Regions from separate parts of the Hordeum vulgare genome. Here region 2 is linked to region 1. Evidence: chromatin contacts called from public Hi-C data. All regions are on one chromosome and are shown on one strand. The core of a region is the stretch at or near the end of the contact, and the rest is flanking DNA. Distances in the headings are between cores, read along the strand shown. Region 1 holds the start of LOC123399975 (cullin-associated NEDD8-dissociated protein 1-like). Region 2 has its middle 74 kb from the start of LOC123399975.

Evidence for each region. Hi-C and Micro-C count contacts between places; a contact is called where the count stands out from the background.
Region 2: a contact with region 1 is called in a Hi-C map of leaf, with 2.6 times the contacts expected there. The contact joins the enhancer-like site here to the promoter of LOC123399975 in region 1. A contact is called at or near these places in 2 of 6 Hi-C or Micro-C datasets (leaf and seedling).

What each region holds. Positions count from the first base shown.
Region 1 is chr5H:25,980,586-25,985,776 of MorexV3_pseudomolecules_assembly, forward strand. It overlaps LOC123399975 (cullin-associated NEDD8-dissociated protein 1-like), which reads right to left and starts at 2,264. Exons shown (of 29, transcript XM_045094364.1): 1 at 2,111-2,264; 2 at 344-426; 3 at 88-257. The coding sequence starts at 379.
Region 2 is chr5H:26,053,600-26,059,130 of MorexV3_pseudomolecules_assembly, forward strand. No RefSeq gene overlaps it. Among protein-coding and RNA genes, the nearest start is that of LOC123399975, 74 kb to the left of the region's middle. Within about 2 kb of position 3,297, at least 3 of the 3 cell types and tissues checked have open chromatin away from gene starts, as enhancers often do. A contact at or near this core is called in leaf and seedling, where this site is marked.

The DNA.
Region 1 (5,191 bases), core at 1,014-3,513:
TCCCCAATCCAACACCATGCAAGCATGGTAAGACATCAAGAACACAAACAATGGATTAAGTAAGAAAGTATTTTACAGGAAAGGTACCATTTCACAGCTAAACCAGAAACATCTCCTGAAGCATCTTCCAGTTGTTGAAGAACAATATTAGTCAACTTTGATTCAAGGTCTTGGTCTGCTTTGAAACTCTCTTTGTTCAACTCACTAAGCAGATCTGATGTGGCCATATATCTATAGTCTTTATCTTTCCCTGTCATCTGAAAGCACATATACAAGGAAAAAATGTTACCGAGCGAAAACTGAGGATTCCTTATCAAGAAATGTAAATTGGTGTAATAGATACCTTCTCCAAGATGCCAGTTATGTTCATATTCGCCATTGCACCAAACCTGTGTTCAAGTCCTTTTCACGAAGATATTCGGTAGTCTAAAAAGCAAATTAAGCAATGAGAAATGTTCAATTGCTGACAGCCTAACAGCATCTGTGTTGCTAAGTGCATAGATTTTAAAGCTGTGCCAAACCAAACAGAATCGGTGCAGGATGCATTCTGTTGGGAGTAGGACAAGTACCCTAGATGGAGAAAAAACAGGCAAAAAATATTTATAAACAATCTAATGTGTAGATCAAACACCTGACGACTCGCTTCATACCTATGTGCCTACCACATGCGCTACGTGTATGTTGTGTTACTAATGAAAATATATTAATTACTTATGTGTAGATCAAACACCTGACGACTCGCTTCATTTTCCTAACGAGAAGAATGTTTGTAACTCCGAGCCACGCTTGACAGAAAAGAAGGCATTCTACATCATGTTACTGTTTTCGCCCTAAACAACTAATTAAACTAATTTGTAAACAAGATTAAAAAAGGCATAAATCTATATGTCAAGCAATTTAATACTTCGAACAGGACAAATAAGAACGACATTAACACGTGTTCATTTATATACTTCTAACACCAGCAACAAACCAAAATTAGCACAACATAAAGTCCCCTGTGCAATTACAGACATCGCATAAACCGTATGCAAATCTCCCGTGCTAAACATGAGTTTTGAGTACACAACAATGACGTTATTAATACGGTAACAGAGGAAATTTCAAACCAAAATCGCTCACACAAAGTGGTTCTCCCGACCCGATACATGACAAATCACCGTAATAAAAGTTAAGCCATCAGAGAGCAATGACGTGTCGTGCAGGCCACGGCTCAGGACTAACCATGCTCACCCATACCATCGGCCCCGACTCCCAGACCACTTCAGCGTCAAACCGAGAAACAACAAGCCTAAGCTTAACCCAGTAAACCCAGGTCAAACACACCAGAAGAACAGCAGCGGTTGAATTACACACCTATTTATATAATTACATCCAAATAAATGAACCAAGCCGGTTATACACCATCATCTAAGATAAACATCACGTGAGTCTCTAACAAACTACTCCCTCCGTTTCATAATATAAGTCTTCGTAGAGATTCCACTAGAGGACTACATACGGATGTATATAGACATACTTTAGAGGGTAGATTCATTCATTACTTTGTATGTAGTCCCTTAATGAAATCGCTTAAAAGACTTATATTTAGGAACGGAGGGAGTAGTATAGAAAGGTATGGCCTCAGACTTAGTATCACATAAACATATAAACATCGTTTGCGTCAGATTTGGCATGGCATCAAATTTAGACATTTGCGTCAGTTTTAGCATCAGATCAGCCCTATTAGCAGTTTCCAGATCAAAATAGCTTCAGAGTAAGCAAATCAAACCAAAAACAGTCCTCATACAGGGGAGGAGGATTTTGGGAAACGGGAGCTTGACCCCCCACAGCCAGCAATGCTGTGCAACTAACAGGAGCGGGAGTGGATAGGAGGAGGGGGAGAGGGCGATGGGAGAAGGATGAGGGGGAGGGGAGGGCGGCAGAGCAGTCCCTGCTCTCCCGAGCGCGCGGGGGGGAGGAGGCGCTGAACCTTCGCAGCGACGACGAAGCGCGCCGGCGACGAGTCGGTGAGATCCGCAGGGCGTCGAGCGTCGCAGGAGAGAGAACGAGGGGTGGGGAGAGCGGAGGAAGATGGGGAGCGTGAAGCCGACGGGGAGGAGAAGCCTACCTCTTCAGCGCAGGCGGGCGCGGGCGCGGGGGCGGAGGACGGGGTCGATCTGCCGCCGTGAGCTCCGATCGGAGCGAACCCTCGCCGGAAAAGGCTGGCGCTCGCCGGGGAGGTGGGGATGGAAAGCTGTAGCAGCAGCAGCAGCAGGAAAAAACCCTCGCTAAAAGCCTGAAAGCCTTTTCCGTTTTATTAGGAGAGAATTCCTTATTTATTTAAGTGCTTAAATTTTATGCCTTATTTGGCATCGATAAATAATTTCTTCCTTATTAATAATGAGACTAAAATTTATGCATTTTATAACATTTTTGTGTATTTTAAATCTAAATGATAGTTTAAAAGACTATTTTGCCCCTCATGTGATCTGTTTGTGTGCACGCGTGTGTGCTGCTGCTTGTGTCTGCGCGCGCGCACGTGACACGCTGCGTGTTTGTGTGTGTGCTGATGTGTGCGTATGTTGCTACATGTGATGTTGCATGCGTCCATGTGTGTGATGCATGTGCATGCATGCGTGTGTCCTTCTGCTGCATGTGTGTTGTTGTATGTGTGCGGGTGCGTGTGTGTTGTTGTGTGTGCGCGTGCGTGTGTGTATGTGTTGTTGTTGTTGCGTGTGTGTGTTACTGCTCCGTATTGCACTAATGTTGTTTGGGTGTCATTGGCGTGTACACACACATATCATACAAGGGATAAAACGATCTTCTTAGATGTCATATAGGCTTAAAATTAACGAAAATGTTATAAAGGGCATAAAATTTAGGCTCGTTGTTATATAGGAAAGAAAAAGTTTACCAGTATTAAATAAGGAAATAAAATTTAAGATAATGTTAAATAAGGAATTCTCTCTTTTATTATCCTTGAGACGCGAGACGAGACTTCCTTGCGGATGTGTAGCGTACAAAATAGAAAGTAGGCCGACCCTGGAAGTTTAGCGGTCCACTGTGGGCCGATAACGCACAAACTCGGTTTCGTAATTGGACTGGACTAAACATCCTTTGGTTGTTTGTCTCGTTTTAACGTGTGTTTGATTGAGGAACCAACTGTCATGAAATGGAATGGTTCCATTCCACAGAAACGGGTCAGTTCCTTTCTGTGTTTGGTTTGTGCAAAATAGTAGAACAGGTTGGTTCCGTTTCAGTGTTCGTTTTTAAAGAATGAAATGCAAAATGGAATGACAAAAAATCAAAATTTCGACAGCATTTCGTTTGTATTTTAAAAAAACAACTGCGTAACATTATATATATTGACACATAACACAATTTTCTGTAATTTAGCACATCCAAAAGCAATCAACCATTACATGTCTTGGTTCAATACAATCCAAAGCAAAGTGCACTGGCCATACATGTTGTTGACATACTAAATATCCAAAAGCAATCAAATGGCAGTACATCCATACATGTCAAGTTCACATACTTGAAAACCATACAACCATGTCTGATACTCATACATTATGCATATGAACAATTGCAATCCTTTTTCTATGTTTAGCAACAAACTCTCTATATAATATTTGTAATGATAACAACTTTTGTGAAATGAATCGATTTGCTTGCCAACAGCCTTGCCCTCAAGAATTATCCCCTGATCTATAATGAATCGATTTACTTGTGAGCATCAGCATGAACCGCGAGCAGAGGAGGTGGCGGTGCTAGGGAATTCCGGCGGCGAGGGGACGATATGGTGATGCTGCCTAACGGGGCGCCCAAATCTGGGCAGATCCTGGCACGGGGAATCCATTCCCCGATGGTTATGGTCGACGGCGGCGAGCGAGGAGAGATCCGACGAAGGAGCTCGGGGCGGCGACCATGGGTCCTGCATACGGGAGGGGAGAGAGGGAACATTGTAAGAGAGGGAGTGAAGGAAGGAGAAGAGGGCGGTGATCGGACGCGACGGCGGGGCGAGGTCACGGCGACGGCGCGCGCAAGGTTAGGGATGAAGATGCGGCGCCTGGGAAGAAAAGGTGAGCAAGACTGCGAGAGTCAAGCGGACCGTTCCGTGTCATCCGCTCGATTCGGAGGTACTGCATGGTTCCACATAAACATGGGATATGCCATTCTCTGGAATCGGTTGGTTCCTGTTCCTTCAGCAAACCAAACACTGGAATGGACTCTGGGGATGGAATCGACCCGTTACATTTCACTTGATGACCTCAACCAAACACATCCTAAGCGGGGACCTTCTATCTGCCGCTCGTTGTCGTAGATTGGCAGAGGTTCGCACAGGCGGTAGCGCATGTGGGCCAGCCAATTAGGCGGTGCTGTAACGGGCACTGTAAAATTCGCAAAAAAAAACATGCAATACCAGCGATCGAACTCGCTCCTATATCATGCCTATAGCTAGCCGCGACACATGATGCTTGTTATTTACTAATTGGCACCGTGCATGTTTCAGAAATAATTACAATGACATATCCAAATATTTTTTCCAAAAAAATAAACATTTTTTTTAAAATAACGCCCTTTTTTAACAAACTCGAACAAATTTGGAAAATATGAACAATCGAGTTTGTGAAAAAAACTGTAAACATAAAAAGATTTTTTAAATTACATTCATTTCTGAATTTTCAACTACTAATTTAAAACCGTCGACAAATTTTGAAATGTGAAAAAATTGTGAATTTCTATAAAAATATGAACAATTTAGAAATTCTGAAAAGTTTTAGAAAAATTGAACAATTTTCTAAAAACTAGAAAAAAATATAGAAATAGGGAAAAATTTCTAAAAGTGATTTTTTTCAAAAACGTGAACATTTTTTTATGAATTTATATAGAAAAACATGCACAATGTTTTTAAAGCGTGAACAAATTTCAATATTCCAGTTTTTCTCTAAATGTGAACAATGTTTTAAAAACATCAACAAATTATTGAAATGCTGAAAAAAACATGATTTTTTTTTAGAAAACTTGAACAATTTTTGAAAATGTGAACAAAATTCCTAAATTCTAAACCAAAACGTGAAAAGTTTCTAAAAAACATGAAGAAATTTCAAATTTCCCACTATTTTTAAAAAATGTGATTTTTTTAAAAGTGAACAAATTTTGAAAAAGATGCCCAAAATTTTATTAATTTCTATCGAAGAAACAT
Region 2 (5,531 bases), core at 2,047-4,546, 74 kb after region 1:
CATCGGTGGATGCGTATCAGGCCCCAAATAGAAACCAGACGAGACCTTCCTCGAAACGTTCGACGTGGAACGACTCCAAGCGCTTCGGTGCATAAATGGGACAGCCCACCTTGGTATGATAGCGATTTAACATGGTCCGGTCATTTATTGGTCTTTCATGTACTACGGCTGAACTTTTCTCGTGGTGTCCATCACTGGCAAGGGATATGGTAGCACGACGATGACAAATTCGCCTACAGCTTCAGCGCATTAAGGTCTAGGGTCTTGATCGTATTTTTCCTTTTTATTTATTGTCGTTTTCTAGTATATGGATTTTGAATTTACTAGCAAACATTCCCGTGCATTATAACGGGGAGAAAAAGTCACACCTCATACACATTCTCAAGACACCAATAAATCCCTTGAAATCTTTGATAATGTCACATAACAAATAACATGTTAAGTGGTGTTGTGCAGAAACAATAAATATGGAATGATTTTTGAAGTGTACTCAAGATGTTTCTAATTTATTAGACAACAAAAATATCTATCTAATTGAAGGTTTCTCATTACACGTTTGTTGCCTTTCCAACAATTACTTACAGTACGATGAAAATAACAATGTACATTTTAGTAATTAATGATAGCATATTTTTAGCGTTCTTGTTTTTTCTTTCTTTCTTTGGTATATTTTTCGGGTTTTATGTTTTTTTATTTGTTTGTTTTTTGTGTTTTTTTTTCATTTTTACAGTTTTTTTTGTTTTCTTTCTACATTTTTTCCGCACCAAGATAATTTTTATATACACGTTTAAGATTATTCAAATATATAATTAACAGTTTTGAAAACTTATTTTTTGTCTACTTTTCTCATATACACTGTACCTTATTTGTATATATCAAAAAGTATTTTTATAAACACATTTAACAATTTTAAAATACATTATTAGCATTTTGAAAAATACATAATTAATATTTGGTAAAAAAAATTTACCTCTACATTCTCCATTAACATTGTGCATTTCTCTATACATCAAATACTTTTAGATATACGCATTTACCATATTCCAATTTCATGGTCAACATTTTTTAAACAAATAGTTCTTTATGTCTAATTTTTCTATACACATTCTACATTTCTTATATACATCATGATCATTTTTATATACACGTTTAGTATTGTGCAAATACATGATTAAATTTTTTCAAAACTTGTATTTTTTATGTTTAGTTTGTTCTATACACATACATTAGAAATATTTTATACACATTTAACATTTCTAAAATACATGCTTAAATCTTTTCAAAAAAACAAAATCTTACATTATTATTTCCTAATTTTGTTTTCCATGCACACTGGCCATTTGTTTGTATAACAATGGAAATAGTTTTCTAGAGAAATTTAACATTTTTTTTGCATATAAGTAGTTTTTGTAATAGAAATATTCAAGTATTTTCAAAATAAACCAAAAGAAACAAAAACCGAGTGTAAGAAAGTCCATCAGTCGGGCATCTGTCAGTAAAAAGAGGGACAAGGGGGAGAAAGGAGGATCCAACCTGGTTCTCATAGGTCAAAGAGCAAGTCTGTAGCCACTCGGATGCGTGTGTACGTGTAACATATGAGAACATAGCTTCATATTGAATGAGCGCAGGCGACTAATTTAAGTGAAATGTTTTTGTCACTTACGGGTGGCATTGGTGGGTAATTCTCGTCAACTGGGCAGTCCATGCTTTTTTGTAATACTAGATTATGCCTCATCGCGTTGCTGCGGGAAACTTGTTAAAAGAATCATGAAAGTTGTTAAGAACATGTATAACTTATGAGAAACGAATGTAAGCTTGTAAATGAAAATGAAATATAAAGAGTATAAAAAAAATTAGTAAAAATAATGTCATTTTTAACAAAAAATATGAATATAAACTACATATGTATGGTATATGCGACCAACACATATATTGTAAATACAAAATCTAATGCAAAAAGTAACTTAAGAGTAACATGCATGAATTAATAATGTGGTTCTTGCATGCATAGAATAATAAAAAACAATGTAATTTATGACTTACATGCATGAGTTATTCATGTGACATACTTGCATGTCTAAGAAAAATAGCTAGTGGGTTATATTATTTAGGAATACAAGATATATGTAGAAATATTTAAGTATTTTCGAAATAAACCAAAAGGAAGATAAACCGAGTGTAAGAAAGGACAAAAAAGACAAAGGCCTTGCTGGGCCGCCCAGTCGGGCAGCTGTCAATAAAAAGAGGTCTTTCAGGTCGAAGAGCAAGTCTGTAGCCACTGGGCACGCGGCTAATTTAAGCGAATCGTTTTTGTCAATTACGGATGGTATTTGTGGGTAATTTTTGCTAATTTTAAGAATAGTTTAAATGATGTATGACCAGAAGGATTTATTATTAGGTAGAGATTTTATCCGAATGTACTAATTCAACGTTATCTTTTTTGATATAAAGTCAAATTTTGAATAAAAATACACATAAGTATACAAAAATGATAGAGATTTTTTTTTTGCCACGCTAGATTTTACCAATTCTTTTTATGTCACTTTAGAATTTGGCATTTCACTTTTGCCACTCTTAGCTATTAACAATTATCACAATTGTCATTCAATGGCAAAAGCAAAATAATTTTATTTTACTTTTGTCACTCTTAGCTTTTGACAATTATCACAATTGCCACTCAGTGACAAAATCAAAATAATTTTATTTCACTTTTGCCACTTTCAGCTTTTGACAATTATCACAATTGCCATTCTGATTTTTTTGTTTTTGCCATGAAAATGACAATTGTGATAATTGTTAAAAACTAAGACTGGCAAAACTGAACTATCGAAATTTAGAGTGACATAAGAAAAAATGGCAAAATACAGAGTGGCAAAAACAAAACATTTCCAAAATCATAATGATGAGAAGGTAATGTACTGTCCATAACTGATGTAACTGAATATTACTCTCTTCGTTCCTAAATATAAGCCTTTTGAAGATTTCATTATGGACTACATATTGATGTATATAGATATATACTTTACAGTATAGATTCACTCATTTTGTTCCGTGTGTGGTCCGTAATAAAAGTTTATAAAATGACATATATTTAGGGACTGATGACGTACACGACAAAGAAAGCAATCACACTGTACATATTGCAATTTTTCTGTCTGATATATTCCAGGGCTTTTGTAGGGCCATGTACAGGACAAAATTAATAAGTACTACTGTATGACGTTTAGCACCGATCCTGGCATGCAGCGCCACTCGATCCAAGTAGATGCTCCATACATATGGCCTCTTTTCCTGGACCCTGTCTGCTCAACTGTCTGCCTCAGGCTCCATGTAGGAGCTTGACATGCAGACCATGACCAATCTTTCCCACACAGCACAACAACACCCTAACCACCAAGAAGATCAGCACCCAAGCAAAATGAAACAAAAGGAAAGAGGCAACGGAATATATTGCAAAATCAAAGGTGTCTCCATTACCCCTGGTGCTCTTCTCCTTGGCAGTTGGCATGCATTTTCTAGTGCCTCACCACATAAAATGCAGCACTTTATCATCATTTTGGAAGCTTACACGATAATTGGCTCGCTGGAGACAGTCCACCAACCAAGACACACTCACAATTAGTGGCAGGGACATGGGAGAATTAACACAATTGATTAAGCTGCATCCAGAAAAATAATGGAGCCAGTAGTAGTAGTACTAAAAGACCACCGAGTTGTGCTTACAAAAACTGGTGGCAAACAACTAGAAAAAACTGATGGAAAAATGATTATTATTTCGTTGACCAGCATTTATAGGGACAGGACTAGGTGTGTGACCCATGAGTACTATATATTGTTTGTACATACACATCATGGACAAGTATGTGTACTTAATTATTTGTGTATCCCCACTGGAAAAGGAGATAATAAAGAAAATGGCAGTGGCGGGGATTTGCTCGTCCCCATGATGTAGATCGACAAGATAGTGATGGATGCCATATCTGCATACCCTAAACAAATAAAATCATGGAAATCAACTCATTACCCAAATGATTAGCCAAGATTCTAGACAGAATTATGCTCAAGGATAGGATGGGAACTAAGCAACAAAATGATCGAGCTGCATGTATAAAAAAACCATATTATGTCAATCAAGTCCTCCCAGCCTTGATTTTATTTGCCTCCACATACATTTACATGCTGAAATAAACTACTATGAAAATGGAACAGGAACGTGACACCGATAGAAGACTCAAAGAAAGCCACAAGTTCCTATTTTTACAGAAAGGCCTTCATGGCTGGTTGTATTATTAACTCAAATCGCACTTGCATCGTCTGGTAAAAACTTATGAACAAAATCAGGGGGTGTATCAGACCACACAGTCGATGGATTGAATGTTCCAAAACCAGCTAGCTCATGGGCAACCGGGTTTCGTTCTCTCCTCCAATGTTTAATGGTGACCTTCCGGTTCCTCAAAAAATTAAAAAAAAAATAAAAAATGGTGACCTTCCCGAACTCTTGCTGTCAACTAAGATAATGTTAAGCATTGATGTTGCCACCAGTGCGTACCCTTCATCCACAACGATCAGATTATATTAGAATGAGAAGAATACATTCTAAATATCGACCAAACATCCACGGTCAACTGCCATGCAAATGACGTTCCTTCCATATTAAAATATATTTGTTTTATAATATTTGTATTACGTAGCAAGATTATTGAGATGCATATATATATACTCCCTCCGTTCCTAAATATAAGTCTTTCTAGAGATTCCACTAACAGACCATATACGGATGTATATAGACATAACTTAAAGTGTTGATTCATTTATTTTACTTCGTATGTAGACTCTTAGTAAAATCTCTTAAAAGACTTATATTTAAAAACGGAGGGAGTACAAAACAACAATTAGCACACACATGTGTAACCTTGATTTAGTTTGCCTCTATATAGCTATATATATCTAAATACATTACAATGATAGACATATAGCTGCACCGACATCAATAGAATATTCAAACAAGTCTAGAAAAAATTGAAAACTTTCTAAAAAATGAACACTAGCATGTGCTATCATTATGGAAAAAGAATTCTATCTTTTTTGCTGACTTGGTTAAAAACTAAAAATAAAATAGCAATTTAGCCCCTAGTTACCATGGCCAGTAAGCATCCAGTCATAATTGACTTTGGTGAAAACCGGTTGACTTGATCGAAACCGAGACCATGGTTGTTTTTTTGAATCTTGTGGTAAGTTGAGGTGTATTTTGATGGTTCCGTAGACAAGGCTTGTGAATCGAACCAGACAACTGGTTGAAGGTTGAAACGTGAACTTTTCTCGAATTAGACAAGAGAGATTATTACTAGGGCTTTTTTACTCACCCCTTGCACCGACACACCGGCTCAGAGCATGGTTAATAGTATAGTCAACTGCTGGCTATAAGTCATCTTATAGCCCATCTTATAACTAGTTTGTACAATAGTTAGCTATAAAAGAATACTACTTTTATCATATATGACCCATCTTTTATTCTCACAAAGCACATAGGA